Linked DNA regions of Sus scrofa: region 1 is linked to region 2. A link is a contact called in public HiChIP or PLAC-seq data. All regions are on one chromosome and are shown on one strand. Each heading gives the region's core, a stretch centred on a gene start, on an enhancer-like site or on the middle of the called end of the contact. The rest is flanking DNA. Distances are from core to core; before and after follow the strand shown. Region 1 overlaps HFE (hereditary hemochromatosis protein). Region 2 has its middle 36 kb from the start of HFE.

Region 1 (4,295 bases), core at 1,750-4,249, 43 kb before region 2:
CGGGAACTCCTAGGGTGATATTTAAAGAGTAAGACTTTATCAGTGAGTTTCCACCATGATTTGGAGGTAAAATGACCAATGTGTTACTTAGATGATAATGTCTCTAGAGTGAAGAAAAATAATTCAGCTACCCTGGTTTAATGAAAATATTTCATAAAGCGAAACATTGAAGGAGTTCCTGTTGTGGCTCAGTGGGTATGAACCCCACTAAGTATCCATGAAGATGCAGATTCGATCCCTGACCTCGCTTAGTGGGTCAAGCTCACATTAACAGCCATGAGCTAATAATAGCTGTGAGCTGTGGTATAGGTCACAGACACAACTCAGATCCTACGTTGCTGTGGCTATTGCATAGGTGGGCAGTTGTAGCTCCAATTCAACACCTAGCCTGGGAACTTCTACATGCTATACTTGTGGCCCTAAAAAAAAAAAAAAAAAAAAAGAGTTATTTTAAGAACTACATGAGACAATGCCTGGAAGTATGCTCTCAGAACAAAGTTTAGCACCAAGTAAGGACTTTTAAAATAAGTGTCAGCCACCTTATCATCGTCATAATCATCTTTATTATCATTTTCATTAACTGAACAAGGAGAGGGTATCAGCAGAGACCAAGTCCAGTGCTACTTCAAGTCTGGCATATAGGAGCGAGAGCCATTGCAAATGCAAGTATCCTTAACCTAAGGAAACCTATATGGCATCTTTGTGCAAACTAGAAAACGACATCCCTTCTCAAGCATTTCCCTCCCATTTTCTGGAAAACTCTCATATTACACTCAAACATGCATGATGCCTCTTCTGGAAAATGCGCCTCCTCGGGTTGTGCAGTGCACAGCCTTCAGAGCTGTACTACTGCCCAGATCTCTCTCTGATGGAAGAAACCACAGAGCTTGGTGACAGGTGAGTTCTTGAATAAGAGAGACAGAATTAAAAGGAAACTTGAGTGGGTCCAGGAAATGTCTGGATGTGTGTGTCAAATGCTGGTAGGTGTATTAGAATGTATGTCCTGAGGTGAAGGTTCAAAGCTTTTCTCAGATGTTTAAAGGAATCATGAATCCCTCAAATTTCAGACGCCTCCTCCCACGGTTAGGAGATGAGATGACGTAGGTATATGGAGTCTGAGGTGACACAGGAAATGAAGACTGGCTCTAGAAGCAGCTTGGGATTCAGGAGAGCAGATTCTGGGGGAGAGGTCACAGCTGGGGCCCCTCGGCAGGCAGGAACTCAGGAACCTAAATGGGGAAGCTCTTTGAGAGGGAACTGGAGAGGCTAAGAGCAGAGAGTTCCTGAGACAGTTCTTATTTTTTAGGTCCAGCTGTCTTTTGACATGAAGAAGGCCACAAGAGCTCCCTCTCTTTGAGTCTCAAAGAGTTAGGTCTCCTCCCCACCAGATCTGCAGGCAGCATGCTCTTCATTCACATTCGGCTAAGACATAGTCCCCCGAGGCTGCTCCTGTAAAGATAAGACCCAGGGAAGAGGTATCACAGACTGGGGAAAGTCTCTCGTCTCCTCCCCATCTCGCTCCTCCGGCATCCACTCATCTCAACTCTGACCACTCCCTGCCCAAGGGGACTCCTAGATTTCGGAGACCTTCAACTCCATCTGGAAGTTCTGGGCAGCTTTCTAACTGGTCTCCTTGCCTCCAGTCTCACCTCCTAACAACTCACTCTCCAGACCAGAGAGATTGGGTCCCTCCTTGCTTATTTAAGTCCCTGCTTTTTCCAGCCCCCTCAAGTGCTCACAACATCATCGGACACCCCAAAGTCCCCCAGGGCTCTAAGGGAGCTGGTTTCTGTCTGCCCCTTTCCCGGGCAACATGGATGCTTAGGGAGGAGAAATGCAGATTGGCAAGTATGCAAAGTCAAGGGTGAGGTATGATAATAGCTTCTCACCTCCCCCCCCACCCCCAGCATGCCTCACATTCTCCCATTTTCATGTTTGCTTCATCTGCATGAATCTCCCCTCCTCAACTTCATCTGAAAATATTCTACTTCTTCAAGATCCAGAAGCCTTTCTTGATTCCCAGACAATGAATATGATCACCCCTTCCCTTGACACCCCAAAGCCTTTGCCTCCTATCTGCCTTAGGACCTTTGGGACTCTTCTTAAACTGCATCAACCTGTGTTACGGATTTCATTCCCTACTAACTTGGGTTCTGAGAATAGCGGCAGTGACTCAGCCTCAAAACACCTGCACTACAGAAGCGTGCAAAATAATAGGCACTCACGAGATATTTGTTGAATTAGGAGCTTTCATTCCGAAGAAACCTATTAATTCCTGCTCCCAGGGAGGTGCCAAGGCTCCCAGAGAAAAAGAGAAGGCTTCTCTCAGATGCCAAACCCCTTTGCCCTCCCTTTGCCCCACCTCCTGGAGGAGAATTAGTGCATCCTGGGAGCCAAGGTACCAGGAAGCTTCCTCTGTTTTCCTACTTACTTAAAGCCTGCCTTCTCCTTAAGATTCTGAACAAAATTCCAGTAAAGATGATGACACAAACAGCAATCCCACTGATGATTCCAATGACCAGGGTGCCAGACAGCGAGGGCTCTGAAACAGCAAAAGCGAGTGAGAGCCCGTGACCGCTGCCCCAGCCCAGGGCAGACCCTTGCTTTGGTAACCACTCCCACCCCATCCACACCAGGTTTTCCCAGCCCCTGGCTCTCATCCATACCCCAGCGGGCAGTGAGGGGCTGATCCAGGCCTGGGTGCTCCACCTGGCAGCTGTATCTCTGCTCCTCCCCAGGGAGCACCACCAAAGCCACCCAGCTCTGGTAGGTCCCATCCCCGTTGGGCAGCACATCCCTGGGCTCAATGTCCTTGGCATCCAGTGGCTGCCTGTCCTTCAGCCACCTCATGGTGATGTTCTGGGGGTAGAAGTTCAGAGCCTGACAGCGTAGAGTGGTCACCGCAGAGGCCACGTGATGAGTCACCTTCACCAAAGGAGGCGCTGGAGAGGAAGAAGGAAGGATCTGGAGGGGGAATCTTCCTACCCTGGCTGGGAAGACCAGAACTTTCACTTCCCTTTCTCTACAGGATGGAGGAAGGCGTTACCCTGTGCAGACAAAGCAAGTGTAGGAGAGACAGACCATTTTGTGTCCTAAAACATGTTCCCGGATTTGGTTCCAATGTGGTGTCACATGGAGAGCAGACAAGGTCATATCAACTTGTTCTCTGATCTCACATGTAAATAGGCACAGTTGTTGCCCATATCCCATGTGCTTTGTTAATATATTAAGTTGAATCAGATAAAATTGCTCCTTATGAGGATCAAAAAAGGTTGAGTATGTACTACTGGTAATCCCAATGTTCAATGTTCCCAATAAGTATTCTTATAAGAAGGGGCCTTGGGAATTCCCGTCTTGGCGCAGTGGTTAATGAATCCGACTAAGAACCATGAGGTTGAAGGTTCGATCCCTGGCCTTGCTCAGTGGGCTAAGGATCCGGCGTTGCTGTGGCTCTGGCGTAGGCCGGTGGCTATGGCTCCGATTAGACCCCTAGCCTGGGAACCTCCATATGCCGCGGAAGCCGCCCAAGAAAAAAAAGGGGGGGGGGCCTTGTTCGGTAGCCAGCCTTCAGCGACCACCTTACAAGGTGTGACAAGTGACTACAGCCATATTCAGTGGGAATGACCTTTAACTGTCAGGATTCTGCTACTGTGATGGGTTGCCTCACTCATTCATTTCTTGCCTTGGTATTCATGTGAGCATGAGCATTTCTGAATTCCTGAAGGTTATAAATTCATGTAGGGTTCTTGGTTAAATCAAGAGAAAAAAAAAATCATAGTTCTTTCGCTACATGCATGGATTAAAAAAATTAAAACCACAGCATATGATAGGCTTTTATCCCCGTTGGAAGCTGGAAAGCTCAGGGTGGGGAACTCAGACCTCGGCTCCTTGCCAGAGTGTCACACAACCTTGGGCATGTCTGAAACCCCACCCAAGATCCCGTGCCCTGCATCCCCCTTCCCTCTGTCACAAGAGGAGCAGAGGGTGCTCCTGCCTTACCTTGCTGGTCCAGAGCCCCTCTCCCCAGCTCCAGCAAGCGCCGCAGCTGCTCCGGGCAGTCCCGCTCCAGGTAGGCTCTGTTCTGCTTGGCCCGGATCTTACTGACTTCCCACTCCAGCTTGGTGGCCCAGGCCCTGGGCTCTGCCGCCCCCCAGTCCAGCGTCTCAGGGTGGAACTCCAGGTGGTCCTGCCCATCGTACCCATACTTCCAGAACCCTCTGGTGCTGTTGTCCGCTTGCACTTCACAGCCCAGGATCACCTGCAGGGTGTGGGACTCTGGCAACACTCCCAGCTTC
Region 2 (4,152 bases), core at 1,641-4,140:
CATAGACTGCTGCCTTCTGGCTGTGTCCTTAGTGGTAGAGTTGAATGAATGTATACCTGAATTTTCTACACAAGTGCCCTCTTCTGCCCCCAGGCCCACCAGAGTGCTGCCATGATTATTGCCCATCTACAATTCCGGATTTTTCACTGATTGAATTAATCAGCATATTAGGTTTTCTCTAGGTCTAAGATGCAAGAGTGGCAGATCATGCAGCATTATCTATGTTCTGAACAAGGATTTCATGAGTGTTAGGACTGAGGAATGCTCACACATTTTCACCCAGGGCAGTGGTAGGTATGACTAAAATCAGTCTGAAACTATCTACAAGGCTATTAACTAAAAAAGACAGGCCAACCATAACAGAAGCTGGTCTATGGAGCAACCACACCTCCCTCCAGTATAGGAAATCGATATTCACCCGTCATTACATAGGCTTTGAATGGAGGACAGGAAATTCTTTCTAAATTGCTTAGTGATGTGTATCCCAATGCCTACAACAGTATCTGGCACATTACACAAAATCAATAAATATCTTCTGAAGGACACCAGGACACCAGCTAAGGAAAATATAAAGTAACCACTCTCTCAACCAGGCCCAATTTTTGCTCCTCTGGTCATCCAGGATGCAACTCTGAATGCTCCCTATTGTCAGTTTAAATTAAGACAGTCTAGGTAATTATCATTCCTCAAGAAATCTTGGAGGACAGCTAATAGGGGGGAAATGGTATGCAAAAACTAGGAGGAACACTGACTGAAACTAACATACTGAGCCTGAAATCAGCCCTCCATCCATAAAAATTATTAAAAAAAAAAACAAAAATAGGAGTTCCCGTCGTGGTGCAGTGGTTAACGAATCCGACTAGGAACCATGAGATTGCGGGTTCGATCCCTGCCCTTGCTCAGTGGGTTAACGATCCGGCGTTGCCTTGAGCTGTGGTGTAGATCGCAGATGCGGCTCGGATCCCGCGTTGCTGTGGCTCTGGCATAGGCCGGAGGCTACAGCTCCGATTGGACCTCTAGCCTGGGAACCTCCATATGCCGCGGGAGCGGCCCTAGAAATGGCAAAAAGACAAATAAATAAATAAATAAATAAATAAACCAAAAAACTAGACAGTTCAGTTGTAGCTCAGTGGGTTAAGGATCCAGGGTTGTCACTGCTGTGGTTCTGGTTACAGCTATGGCACAGTATCAATCCCTGGACTGACAACTTCTGCATGTCTCAGGTGTGGCCAAAAAAAAAAAAATTTTTTTTTTGAATGATAAAAATTTACAAAAAAACCCCAAACCCCACAATGTTAGAGGCATTTGTGAATATCTTTTTAGAGGGGAATAAACTTTTCCCTATTAGCCAACTTCAAGTTAATTCAGGTCACTTTTCCAGCTGAGTTCTAAAGTCTGGCATACTTCTGGAACATGCTTGGATTAGGGCCATTCTTGCTTCATAACCTTTTGTGGCTGCAATTGACTAGACCATATTTCCAGGTTTAGCAAGAGAACCTCCTCACAGACCAGCAGTGCCTACTCTAAAAATTTCCTTTTCTGCCACCCTGCCTGACGGTGTGTATGTGTGTGTATATATATGTACATCTCATAAAATTCACCCACTTTAAGTGTCCAACTCAGTGAACTTTAGTATATTAACTTGTACAACCATCACTACAATCTGATTTTAGATACTGCAAAATTCTATCAAATATCTATTCCTCTGTGAAGGAAGGTAAAAAAGTACCACTAACTGTTGAGGGCTGTGTTGACACCAAGATGGAAGCTCGTTTTCTTCATAAATTAATTTTAATTTCGCTTGAATTCAATGCCCTGGATTTTCTGGAGCTGAATCTTGTTTCTTTTACCCACCATTTCAGATTACTTTTTTAATCAAGACAAACCACCGTTGGTGGCGGTAATTTCAGCACTGTTCTCAGGACGCGACTGAGAACCGTTCAGATGTCTGAGTCTGTTTCATAATACGTAAAAACACAGATTAAAAACAAAAATTCACTGAACAGGGCTTTGGAGTTTCTCTCCCGCTTTCGCACGCCCCCAATATTGGTCGCACCAGGAAAATCACATGAGATCATCAGTTCTGATTGGCTAACACCCATGAATGGGGCTTGCCGATTGGGCAGTGCTCTTTGTGCCTGGAAACCAATTAAAGTTTCTAGCTTTCAAGGTTGTATTCCACTTTTAATGAGTTGAGACTCTCAACCCCCAAACACACCAGTATACAGTGAATGAGAGAAAGACTGGGAGTTACCTTGGTGTAGGAATGTAAAGATCTCGGACTTACTTTTGCTGTTAGCTCCGCAATCTTTCCTGATGAGGAACTTCTCATCGTTCATTTTTACTACAGCATAGTTACAGCCTTTTGTTGAATGTTTGGGTGGCCCTGAAAAGGGCCTTTGGTTTAGAAAAAGTTTTGATGGGGAATCAGTACTTAACCACCAAAGCCGTAGAGGGTGCGTCCCTGGCGCTTGAGCGCGTAGACCACGTCCATGGCCGTGACGGTCTTGCGCTTGGCGTGCTCGGTGTAGGTGACGGCGTCCCGGATCACGTTCTCCAGGAACACCTTCAGCACCCCGCGGGTCTCCTCGTAGATGAGGCCGGAGATGCGCTTGACGCCGCCGCGCCGAGCCAGGCGCCGGATGGCGGGCTTGGTGATGCCCTGGATGTTGTCTCGCAGCACCTTGCGGTGGCGCTTGGCGCCGCCTTTTCCCAGGCCCTTGCCGCCCTTGCCGCGTCCAGACATGCTCACAAGAGAAGCGAACCAGCAGCAAACGACAAAGAGCCTCAGAGGCCACCCTTATATACATACTCCCCTCCCCCCCCCCCCCACCGAGAGAATGGGAAGCGCGCAGGCGGGAAATGTGACGCCAATAATCCCCTCCCTTAACCCCTCCTCCAAACCGGCGGAAGGGCGGGGACGGCAGGGCGGGTAGGGCAGTCAGGCAGAGCCAGTTTGACCAATAGTCTGCTTCTTTAGCTGGGCTTTGTTCTAATGCAGTACCGGAGCTAGGCTTAAAGGGAACGTGAGTCCAAAAATTCTAAGTAGAAAAAAAATCGAAGGTAAAAATTTCACAATAAAATTTGTTAGTCTTATAAATATCGAGATCAAAGAAATTATAAATTTAAATTCACAGTTAACTAGCTTTTTCTGACATGTTTTACTTTTTACCCATTTTTGATAACGCTTTGTTTTGCAACTGATGCTTACAAGGCCTTATTTTTTTCAGTTCTCTGCAGTGCCTATTCTTTCCAATGCCTCTAATCTTTTTACTAGAGCATGAGCAGTACTACTTATCAAAGGGGTCAGTCTGTTCGCATACGCAGGGGACTTTTACAGAGGGCACACCTGTGAAAGCTGTTGTTTGCTTTCCTTTTCCAGCAGATGGCAAGCTATATTAAGCCAATTCGAGTTGAAAATTAGTTTACAGCTACTTCATTTGAAAATATGGGTGGCTCTGAAAAGAGCCTTTGGCTTAACTTTCAAAGGAAATCGGCAATTATGCCCGTTCTCCGCGAATGCGGCGAGCTAGCTGGATGTCCTTGGGCATGATGGTGACGCGCTTGGCGTGGATGGCACACAGGTTGGTGTCCTCGAAAAGCCCCACCAGGTAGGCTTCGCAGGCCTCCTGCAGCGCCATCACTGCAGAGCTCTGAAAGCGCAGGTCCGTCTTGAAGTCCTGCGCGATCTCGCGCACCAGCCGCTGGAACGGCAGCTTACGGATCAGCAGCTCCGTGGACTTTTGGTAGCGGCGAATCTCACGCAGGGCCACGGTGCCCGGCCTATAGCGATGGGGTTTTTTCACGCCACCGGTGGCCGGTGCGCTCTTGCGGCAGCCTTGTAGCCAGCTGCTTACGCGGCGCCTTGCCGCCGGTAGATTTACGAGCGGTTTGCTTAGTACGGGCCATACCTACACCTAAAAAAGCGTACTAAGTACTTGCACAAATAAGTTGGCTAGACACATAGCTAGTATATATAGTACCTAGAGTATACTGATTGGACGAGAAAATGTTTACGTCTCAGGCTCTGATTGGTCTTCTTTTAAACTTTCCAACAACCATGCAGTTTCATTGGCTACTACGTTCTATCCTAGACGCTTCTCACATTTACTTTTGTTCTTCTTCCACTGATTGATTTCGTGTCAAAGCAAT

What was found. HiChIP or PLAC-seq counts read pairs in DNA pulled down with a chosen protein or histone mark.
Region 1: an H3K27ac HiChIP or PLAC-seq map of alveolar macrophages shows a contact between it and region 2. The contact joins two enhancer-like sites. A contact is called at or near these places in 10 of 47 Hi-C or Micro-C datasets (blood, embryonic fibroblasts, fibroblasts and 7 more) and 2 of 2 datasets of contacts at active chromatin or transcription factors (alveolar macrophages and skeletal muscle).

What each region holds. Positions count from the first base shown.
Region 1 is chr7:20,763,250-20,767,544 of Sscrofa11.1, reverse strand. It overlaps HFE (hereditary hemochromatosis protein), which reads right to left. Exons shown (of 5, transcript XM_021098424.1): 3 at 4,000-4,295; 4 at 2,432-2,942; 5 at 541-1,449. The coding sequence ends at 1,413. Among named protein-coding and RNA genes, the nearest start is that of HFE, 6.8 kb to the right of the region's middle. Within about 2 kb of position 2,999, at least 7 of the 83 cell types and tissues checked have an H3K27ac peak or open chromatin away from gene starts, as enhancers often do. A contact at or near this core is called in alveolar macrophages and retroperitoneal adipose tissue, where this site is marked.
Region 2 is chr7:20,720,064-20,724,215 of Sscrofa11.1, reverse strand. It overlaps the pseudogene LOC110261488. Among named protein-coding and RNA genes, the nearest start is that of HFE, 36 kb to the left of the region's middle. Within about 2 kb of position 2,890, at least 71 of the 83 cell types and tissues checked have an H3K27ac peak or open chromatin away from gene starts, as enhancers often do. A contact at or near this core is called in alveolar macrophages and retroperitoneal adipose tissue, where this site is marked.